3 separate regions of the Rattus norvegicus genome follow, and regions 2 and 3 are each linked to region 1. The links are chromatin contacts, called in public Hi-C maps. All regions are on one chromosome and are shown on one strand. The core of a region is the stretch at or near the end of the contact, and the rest is flanking DNA. Distances in the headings are between cores, read along the strand shown. Region 1 holds the start of Nos1ap (nitric oxide synthase 1 adaptor protein). Region 2 overlaps Nos1ap (nitric oxide synthase 1 adaptor protein). Region 3 overlaps Nos1ap (nitric oxide synthase 1 adaptor protein).

Evidence for each region. Hi-C and Micro-C count contacts between places; a contact is called where the count stands out from the background.
Region 2: a Hi-C map of liver shows a contact between it and region 1, with 3 times the contacts expected there. The contact joins the enhancer-like site here to the promoter of Nos1ap in region 1. A contact is called at or near these places in 4 of 12 Hi-C or Micro-C datasets (hepatocytes, kidney and liver).
Region 3: a Hi-C map of liver shows a contact between it and region 1, with 2.5 times the contacts expected there. The contact joins the enhancer-like site here to the promoter of Nos1ap in region 1. A contact is called at or near these places in 3 of 12 Hi-C or Micro-C datasets (Schwann cells, hepatocytes and liver).

What each region holds. Positions count from the first base shown.
Region 1 is chr13:85,352,449-85,355,464 of GRCr8, reverse strand. Nos1ap (nitric oxide synthase 1 adaptor protein) reads left to right here and starts at 1,724. Exons shown (of 10, transcript NM_138922.3): 1 at 1,724-2,262. The coding sequence starts at 2,158. It overlaps LOC102550090 (a long non-coding RNA gene), which reads right to left and starts at 1,638. Exons shown (of 2, transcript XR_359103.5): 1 at 496-1,638.
Region 2 is chr13:85,278,387-85,281,501 of GRCr8, reverse strand. All of the region lies in intron 1 of Nos1ap (nitric oxide synthase 1 adaptor protein), which reads left to right. Among named protein-coding and RNA genes, the nearest start is that of Nos1ap, 74 kb to the left of the region's middle. Within about 2 kb of position 1,386, at least 7 of the 93 cell types and tissues checked have an H3K27ac peak or open chromatin away from gene starts, as enhancers often do. A contact at or near this core is called in hepatocytes and liver, where this site is marked.
Region 3 is chr13:85,257,576-85,260,691 of GRCr8, reverse strand. The region is part of intron 2 of Nos1ap (nitric oxide synthase 1 adaptor protein); the gene reads left to right. Among named protein-coding and RNA genes, the nearest start is that of Nos1ap, 95 kb to the left of the region's middle. Within about 2 kb of position 1,576, at least 2 of the 93 cell types and tissues checked have an H3K27ac peak or open chromatin away from gene starts, as enhancers often do. A contact at or near this core is called in hepatocytes and liver, where this site is marked.

The DNA of each region.
Region 1 (3,016 bases), core at 475-2,974:
AGTACTTTGATAGCTGGACCTTGGTAGTCAGCTTCAAGAAGAAGAAATGGCCAAACAAGGGGATAGACGTTGGTGGATAGCTTTAGGGATGTGATCCGACAGCTTTTAGCAAGGCTGAGGGAATGAAGAGGGGCAAAGCCGGCCAGAGCCATGTTTGCTGTGCATGGGCGCACAGAGTCCCTTCTAACAATATCAGCAACCACAACAGATTTGTACAACAGAAGTTGATCATTTTGTCTTGGGGAATCTCAGCTTTGACGCAGACTGGGCTAGCTACTACTGGGGAGTCTGAGCTCTATAAAGTGGTAGATTACAGCTACTATGTATCTGAATGTTGTGTGACAACCCTTTCCTGGGGAGACACAGCAAACATTCATCCCAGATAGGAAACTCACTGCAGACCAAAGTACAGGATACCACCGAAGTTCCACTTGGTTGAACCCAATGAGTTTTTACTGGGGTTACTTACAGGAAAATGGGTGAGAGGTTACTTACAGGACCAGAAATGACTCAAAGACAGCTGCATCATCAAGGTCCAGCGCAGCACGGGTGACAGCTCACAAAAGCTGGGGACCTGGAGTACACTGCAGGCAGCTCAACAGGTTGGAGAGTGTCCTTTCCAAGTGACTCTGATCTACACCTCTTCCTGACAGCTTGGTTGGTTTCTGCTGCTTCTAGGTCTGGTCCGAATCTTTGCAGTTTATTTCCTCCGAGAGTCTGCTTTGCAGCTCAGCTTCAAGTTACCTGAGATGCTCTGCTTTTATTGTTTACTCTGGCAGGGAGGGGCCTCTTGGATCTGGCCAGTTTCAGGGACTTCCTGAAGCTAGTTTGAGTTGTTTACCTTCCTGCTTAAAGACCTTTCCTGCTGGATGCTCGACAGACTGTTTCAGTCTCAAAGGAAACTGTTACACAACACTATCTATGAAGTTTAGAAACACTGGTCTCGAAATCCTCCTTTGGCGCCTTCCTTTGCCCATCTGTAAAAGGCCTCACAGAATTTTGAAAACTTTCTCTCTCTCTCCCTCCCTCCCCTCCCCCTCTCTCCTTTCTTTCTTCCTCTCTCTCTCTCTCTCTCTCTCTCTCTCTCTCTCTCTCTCTCATCACTAGCCAGTTTAAAAAAAAGTTTAATTAAGGATGTAAGAACATTTTGCAATTTCTTGCCCCTAGTGCAGCCTACTCCAGTTCTCCAAGGCTGACGACTTTTAAATATTTAAATTCTTCCCAAAGAAACCCTGCTGAGTCCCCAAATGCAAGCTACACACCCAAAGGGACAAAAAAGCACAGAGGACAGTCCTCTTACTTGGCTTTAGCCTTGGTTCTAAGGAGAAGTGGAGATCTCCGAATTAATGCGGCCCAGACCCAGGGTATCTGGGACAGATCTACGGTCTTCTTGGGAAAACAAAACCCAATAAACAGCGCTCCTCTCCGGCTCCTCAAACAAAACAAAACAAACACACACATGCAAGGCGATGCCGTTTCGCTGCTACTGGCTGAGCAGACTGCGCCTGGATCCCCACGGTCCTGCGGCTGGGCCAGGGCGAAGTTCCCCGGTCCCGGCTTGGCGCTGCGGGGACTTTCACCTGCTGGGCGCGCGCGGGGCGCGGGGCGCGGGGCGGACCCGGCGGCGGCGGGCGGGGCTCTGGCGCGCGGGAGGAGTCGGCCCGGGCCCGCCCCGCAGGAGGAGCCGCGGGCTGGCAGCCGATCCGGCGTCTCCGTGACAGGCACCCTGCTCCGCCGCCACCGCTGCCGCCGCTGCTGCCTTTCTTCCTTGTCCCGGGTCGTGCGCGCCGAGCTCGGGATCCGGCTCCCAGTCTAGCCCCGCTTCGGGCCGTGCGCCCTTTGCTCGGCGTCCGGCTCCGGGGCTCCGCGCCACCCGCTCCCGCCTGCCCGGCCGCCTGGCCGCCTCCCCGTAGTCAGAGCGCGGCCACCGAGCTGCTCGCGCCAGCCGCATCCGCGCCGCCCCTGCCGATCGGCCCTCCGGAGGCACCGCTCCGGGTCCCCCCCGCCACTGCCTGGCACCCAGGCTGCCCACCTCGCGACCCGGGTCCTCGCTGCCGCCTCGCCCGGCCCCACTGTTCTCTCCACGGGGTCTCGCCAGCTCTTTCTCGTCGCCGCCACCGCCGCCCCCTTGGAGCAGCGGGTCCGCCGCGGGTCACCATGCCCAGCAAAACCAAGTACAACCTTGTGGACGATGGGCACGACTTACGGATCCCTTTGCACAACGAGGACGCCTTCCAGCACGGCATCTCTTTTGAGGCCAAGGTGAGGGGCAACCGGGAGGGCAGGACCCCGAGGGGGCAGGTCTGGGTGAATGGGATGCCAGCGATCCTGGACTCAGAGCAGGTGGGTTAGGCCTGTCTCAGCTCTTGCCCAGAGCAGCTAAAAAAGAGCACCTGCAAAGTTTGAGGTGTACTGCTTCATCCCCTTCTACCTGCAGACACCCCATCCTTGGCCCGCCAAGGCTGGATTGAGTTACTTCCCGGAGAAGACTGAGTAGCGCAGCCTGGACATCTGGCTCTTTGGAAAGCTTTAAGGAAGCACTGGTGTTATTTACCTGCTGGTCTCCCAAGAGAGGTGCTTTCAGGAGAATGCCTGTTTCCTGACCGGTTTAAAAAATTACATATATAATAAATATATAATATATTATATATATTCATTCCAAGTAGTTGGGTGTAGGTGTTAAAGTTACTTCCCAAATGTCTGCTTTTGCACGACTCTTTAGCATGTGCCAGTCATTGGGGTAGTGGTGGAGTGAAATCTGTTTTCTAGTTTTGTGGTGGTGCGCTGTTAAATCTCAGCAGTTGCTGATGAAGAATTTAGCCGAGACGACTGGAATTTGCAGGGCCAAGGCCAAAGCCACCCTTGGGGGAGGGGCGGAGTGGAAACCTTCGCGCTGGACCAGTGGTTGTGTGTGTAAGACAGGCAACCCGGTGACCGTGAGGCACCTCTCTGTGTAAGGAATTCTGGCTTCTGAGACTGCAGTGGAGTTTCCCCAGAATGGTGCTTTTCAGTGGAA
Region 2 (3,115 bases), core at 137-2,636, 74 kb after region 1:
TAGGTATTAAATAAGCCCCTTTCATTGTCCTAGGATGTCTTGGAACCCAGGATCCTGCAGAGGATGCAGATAAAGGGAAAGACACTTCCGGTGGATAACACCACCCCCACCTTTCAGCCTTTGACTGGAGAAAGGGAACTGGCCTTACCTGATTCCAGTAGGAAGTGAGAGCAGCTACCACCTTGGCAGTTTGTTAGCTCAGCTGGGGGACTAAAGTTCAGCCTGGGAATCACCTTTCTTGCCTAGAATGGGAGGCTCCCGGCTTAGTTCAGTTTGTTATAAAAATGAAGTGAACTTGACCAAAATTGAGCAGCCAGCAGGATGACCTGACCATTGGGCAAGTGGGAGTGATTGTGGACCATTTCACAGCTTGCTCCAGACAGAAGCCTTAGCGGTAGGGGTGGCAGTGGTTAGGTCAGGTACAGAGATGATTGCTCGCCCGCTAGGCTGTGGTGGAAAGGGAGGTGGTTTCGGCGGTCGCACCCTCTGCTTTGGCCCAAGGAGCTGGTTTTCTGTCCTCTCAGCTTTTCGGGCGTCCTGGCTCTCATTTTGATTCATGTTGTTAGTGGGAGACGTAGACCTGAGTCCTCCTTTGTCCTCCTCCTCCTCCTCTCTCCAGTTGACCCTGGATGTGGCTGGGCTAACTTCTGCAGACTCATTTCCAGGAAGGCAGATTTGTGATTTCTCTTTACAGGGAAGGGAGTGGGGGAAGAAAGGAGCGTAGGCGTGCGGTGTGAGTGCGATGAGTCAGTGGATGTGCACTGTGAGTGTGTGTGTGTGTGTTGAGGTATGTCAGCACACCCACGCACACACACCAAGTGTGTGTATGTGTGTGCTGGGTGCATATACCAGTTTGGGTGGGGGCTGGTGGAGGGAGGCTGGCCCTTGTAGGGTGAAGAAGGGCCTGGGAATAGGGCTTTCTTATAGGTAGACTTTTGCCCCCTTGTCAGAAGGCCTTATCAGAAGCTGGGAAACTACCTACCTCTCCTTTCTGTCTGTGTTGCCTCTCCTGTCCCCCCATCCCCATTTCCTAATTGTTCCAGTATTATCAATCTAACCGCATCCTTCCCCAGGATGGAGAAGTAGGCTGAGGTACAGCCAGTGAACAAGTCCCCCTTTGGGTGCTTGAGTTTAGGCTCTGTGTTTAGCAGCTCCCATTCTGGGCTGGCAGTAATTCCTCTTAGGTGTACCTCCTCTTCCCGCTCTCGCTCCTCTACAACGAGTGACCTTGTTCAGTCCCGAGGCCTTGGCCTTCACATGATTGCAGGAGGAACTGAGCCCCAGAAGGTTTGTGTTTTTGAGTGCAACGGGTTCAGGGAAGATCAGCAGGGAACACATAGGAAAGGGATCCTGGAAACTCCCGCTGGGCTGGAGGGCCTTTGAAGTTGGGCAATCATGAGTGGCACCGTGCCATCTCTGGCTGTACAGGTCATCGACCTATTGCTGACCTTGCAGCTCCAGCCGAGGTCACAGGGGAGAATTGCTAACCGTAGAGAAAACTAGGGGCTTTGTTGCCTCAGCAAGGTTCAAGGCCCATGTACTAGGGTGGGCTCTCCAAGGGGCCAGACTGAAGTGTACCCATGGTTTACCAGCCCACTCATCTGCTGTTGGGAACTTCATTTTTCAGTGTGTCAACACAAGCTGTTGGTCAATACTAGGGGAAATCCATTTGTTCCTGGTGTCATTTGTGAAACTCTTCTGACTGGAGCCAGTCTTTAGCTCCCAATTTTGGGAAAAGTTCTCTTTTCTTGTAACCACGGGGACTATCTTTCAAACATGACTGTTCCTAGTCCATTAATTTAACCTTTGCTTAGGTATGTATCAAGCTGTCCAGAGCTAGCTCCTTGGCTAACTCTTGGACATGTAGATGAGGTGATTTCAGGTCTGTCAGGAAAGGAGGCCTCAGGTTCAATTTGATCACCTGCACGAGTGGACTTAAGATACCTAGGTTGTGTTTAAAGTCATGACTAATACAACCTTTCCCTCCTTAGAACTAATTGTCTGAATTTATGCCCATTGGTAAGCAAAGACAGAGACTGGTACTAACCAGTTGAGAGTGAGGGCTTAATTCTTTTGTTTGCTTATTTTTGCATTATTTGAGTAGTCTTTAGCAAGGAAATACACGTTAAACATTAACCTTAATGCAATCTGGTTTAGTGGACAACTTCAAAGTATAAGCAGGGCAGGTGTGGTGGTGCACACCCTGACACTCAGGAGGCTGGGGCAGGAGAACAGGTGATTTTAAAGTCAGCCTCAATTATATGGTGAACCTGTCTCAAAAAGCAATAAAAAGTCCAGTTGAGTACTTTTTTTTTTTTTTTTTTTTTTGGTTCTTTTTTTCGGAGCTGGGGACCGAACCCAGGGCCTTGCGCTTCCTAGGTAAGCACTCTAACCACTGAGCTAAATCCCCAGCCCCGGAGTACTTTTTTTTAATATAGAAAATTATTAGTCTATTCTTTCTCCAGTCAGGAATTTAACAAAAATGTTGGAGGTATACAATATGTCTAGGGATAACTCAATAAAATTCCAGTAATTAAAAAAGAGTGGCCAGATGTGGTGCTTCAGGCTGCAGGCTAGCACCTGGGAGTCTGAGGCAGGAGGCATGCCTTGAATCCAATTACCAGCCTGAGCTAAGTATTGAGTTCCAAGCCAGCCTGGGTTTAAGAGCCGGGACTTGTAAAAACACAAGCAAATCCAAAACAGAGCAAACAAAACAAAACAAAACAAATCCCAGACAATAACTCCAAAAGTGTCTATTTTTCTCTTAGTGCATTTATTTTTGGCAAGTGCTTTTATGTAAGAGTCTCTCTCTCTCTCTCTCTCTCTCTCTCTCTCTCTCTCTCTCTCTCTCTCTCTGTGTAATTTATTTGATCTTACAGATGAAGAAATGGAAAGGAGGTAAAGAGAAAGCTGCTCTTAACCATGCCACGTAGATCATAGCTAGAATCTCTACACAAAGCCTTTCTGAGTCAGATGCCTGCTTACCCGAACACAGGGCTTTGCTCCATGAGGAGCAAGATGAAAATGGAAGCAGTCGGGGTTGGGGATTTAGCTCAGTGGTAGAGCGCTTGCCTAACAAGCACAAGGCCCTGGGTTCGGTCCCCAGCTCCGGAAA
Region 3 (3,116 bases), core at 327-2,826, 95 kb after region 1:
TGCTGCCATCTACCCAAAGGCCCTTTGTTTGCTTCCTTCCAAATTTGGTGATTCTAAAAGCAGCTGATATAAACACTCATGGGCAGGTTTTTATGTGGATACAAGTTTTTGATTCAATTGGATAAACACCTAGAGGAATTTTTCTCATTTGAATATCCCTTTAAAGTCCTCTTTCCCCTAATTCTACCAGAGCACTATCAGCACATCTTGAAAATTGTAATTCTGCTGTTGACCTTCCTATGCATACTGATCCATTGACCTGCCTATTCACTGATCCATTGACCTGCCTATATACTGATCTGTTGACCTGCCTATACACTGATCTATTGACCTGTCTATACACTGATCTATTGACTGGCCTATACACTGATCCATTGACCTGTCTATATACTGATCTGTTGACCTGCCTATACACTGATCCATTGACCTGTCTATATACTGATCTGTTGACCTGTCTATACACTGATCCATTGACCTGTCTATATACTGATCTGTTGACCTGTCTATACACTGATCCATTGACCTGTCTATATACTGATCTGTTGACCTGCCTATGCACTGATCCATTGACCTGCCTATGCACTGATCCATTGACCTGTCTGTACACTGATCCATTGACCTGTCTATACACTGATCTATTGACTGGCCTATACACTGATCCATTGACCTGCTGTGTACTGATCTGTTGACCTGTGCTTTTCTTCTCCATCGGTAAGTGGCAAATGCTGTCACGTCAGAGAACTTTCAATGATTTTTTTTAAAAAGTTTATTTAATAATTTATTAGTGTGTGGGTATATGTGGGCACAGGTGCTCCACATTATGTACGTGGAGATCAGCTCAGAAGACAACTTGTAGGCAACAGTGTTGGTAGTTTTTGCAGCCAGCAGCTGTACCAATAGAGCCATTTTGCTGGCCTAGAGAACTTCCTTTTTTAAATCCAGGAATTGATACAGGGGAGAAGGGGGATTCTGTTGTTGAACAGTTGAGTCCTGAAAGCTGTCCCCCCCAACGCCCCTGCATTGGTGAAGTCTTAAGGCCAGTAGGCCTGGGATGGTTGTGTCAAGGGTGACTCACCTTGTGTGACTCAGGAGAGGAACTGGCCCACACATGACCCTTTCAGGTCTCTGGGACAGGCTGTGATGGCAGATCTTCCAGGTAGGTTGGTATGGAGCCTGCCATTTGAGCAGTTGGCATGAAGGCCCTGACCAGGGGGCCGAGTCACCACAGTTCATCTTTGCTGCTGGCTTGCTTTCTCCTGTTTCCATTCCGGGCAGGTTGTCGCCCTGACATGTCAGATGTTGACATCCAGAGTTTGCCTACTCTTTTGTTTACTTATTTTGGCATGTTTGTGAGCCCTCCCCCCTCTTTTTACCTACTTGAGTTTTTAATTGTATAAAGATGGAAAGATTTTCTGCTTGATAAAAATGAACAAGCCAGTTTTTAAGGACAATTTTAGCCACATTACATAGAAATTACAGAGGGATTCCCTGTGTCGCTCCCATGCCCCGTCTCCCTGCTACTGCCATGCTGTGCTCAGGCATTACAGTAGGTACAATCAATGACCCTACGGTGACCCACTGTTATCACCCAGAGTCCATGTGTCACGTCGGGTTCACACTTGATGTTCCCTTACCCGTGGTGTTGGGCAAATAGATGACGGTGAACGTTCAGGGTCAGAATTCTGAGCAGAGGACTTTCACTGCCCTAAAACCCCTCTGTGTTCTGCCTGCTTTTCCTTCACTCTCCCCTCAGCCCCACAGCAACCACTGATCTTTTCGCTGTGTCCACAGTCTCTGGAATCATACAGAAAACACTCTTGCAAACTGGCTTCTTGCACACTGAGGCGTGTTTAAGGGCCCTCCATCTTTTTGCCTCACATCTAACTCACGTCTCTTCAGCTGCGATTACCGCTTCATTGTTTATTTATCCATTCATCGGTTGAAGAATGGGCTGGCTGCTTCCAAGGTTTGGCAGTTAACAAATAAAGCTGCGGCAAACATCTGTATGAAGGTTATTGTGCGAGCATACATTTTAATTTCATTTGGATAAACACTTGAGTTTATGGTCTTAGGAATAGAATGTGTTTAGTTTTATGCTGTTTTTAAACCAGTCCTATTTTAGAGGTAATGAAACCAAGGCACAAGGAACGTGAGTAACTTGACCTGAGTTTCAGTGTGTTAGTCTTTGTTGTTGCCGCCTATACAGAGTCTTATACACTGAATAAATAACAAAGGAAAGTTTTGGAGCTCAAAGTTGAAATGGCCACATATGGCTTTCTGTGGCAGAGTCCTGAGGTGGTGCAGGGCGTCATACAGGCAATAGATATGTGAATGTGTGAGTGTGTGTGTATGCGCATGCCCAGTCAGGGACTCCACCCTGATGACCTCATCCAATCCCAGTGACCTCCTACAAACCCTACCTTAGCCTCACCTCCCAGTACCATAGTCAGATGACATTTCACCTCTTAATTCTGAACAGTGGGAATTAAATTTTCAACCTAAGGAGCTTTGAGGGGAACCCAAATTCTTTCTAAGCCATAGAACACAGCTCTTGGGGAACAAGCTAGTCTCTGAATACAGGCTGTGTGGCTCCCACAATCTACATCTTTAATTGTCGTGCTGGGCTAGAAACAGGATCAATTCAGTAGCCATTTCTACTAATTATTCCTTAGAAGTACTGAAAATGCAGGAAGGAGAAAAATTACCAGCTTTCCCCTTCAGCTGTTCCTAGTCTTGGGGAAAGCCCTGGAAACTAAAAACTATCAAGCAGGGCAAAGGGAGTGAGGCGTTAGAGTCACACAGGAAGTTTAGTGCGGGGTGGAGGGTGGCACATAGAGCCTCCAGGGGAGGTCAAGGCAGGTTTTGGAGTCCGTGGTCCTCCAGCTAAGAAGGATAGGTGACAAAGAAGAGAGGCTAGACAGACGGTACCTACTGGGCCGTCTTCTGTAGAAGAGAGCACAGGGAGACTGGGCAAGGATGCCCTTGGCATTTGACTTTCTTTGTAAGGCCACAAATCTTGACTGTTGAATGTTGAGTTTATCCTGCGATGGTGTCAAGCTACTGAGATATTTCTTCTGTCAGAGAAGAAACGTGGTGAGAGTTGTATGCTTTCAGTG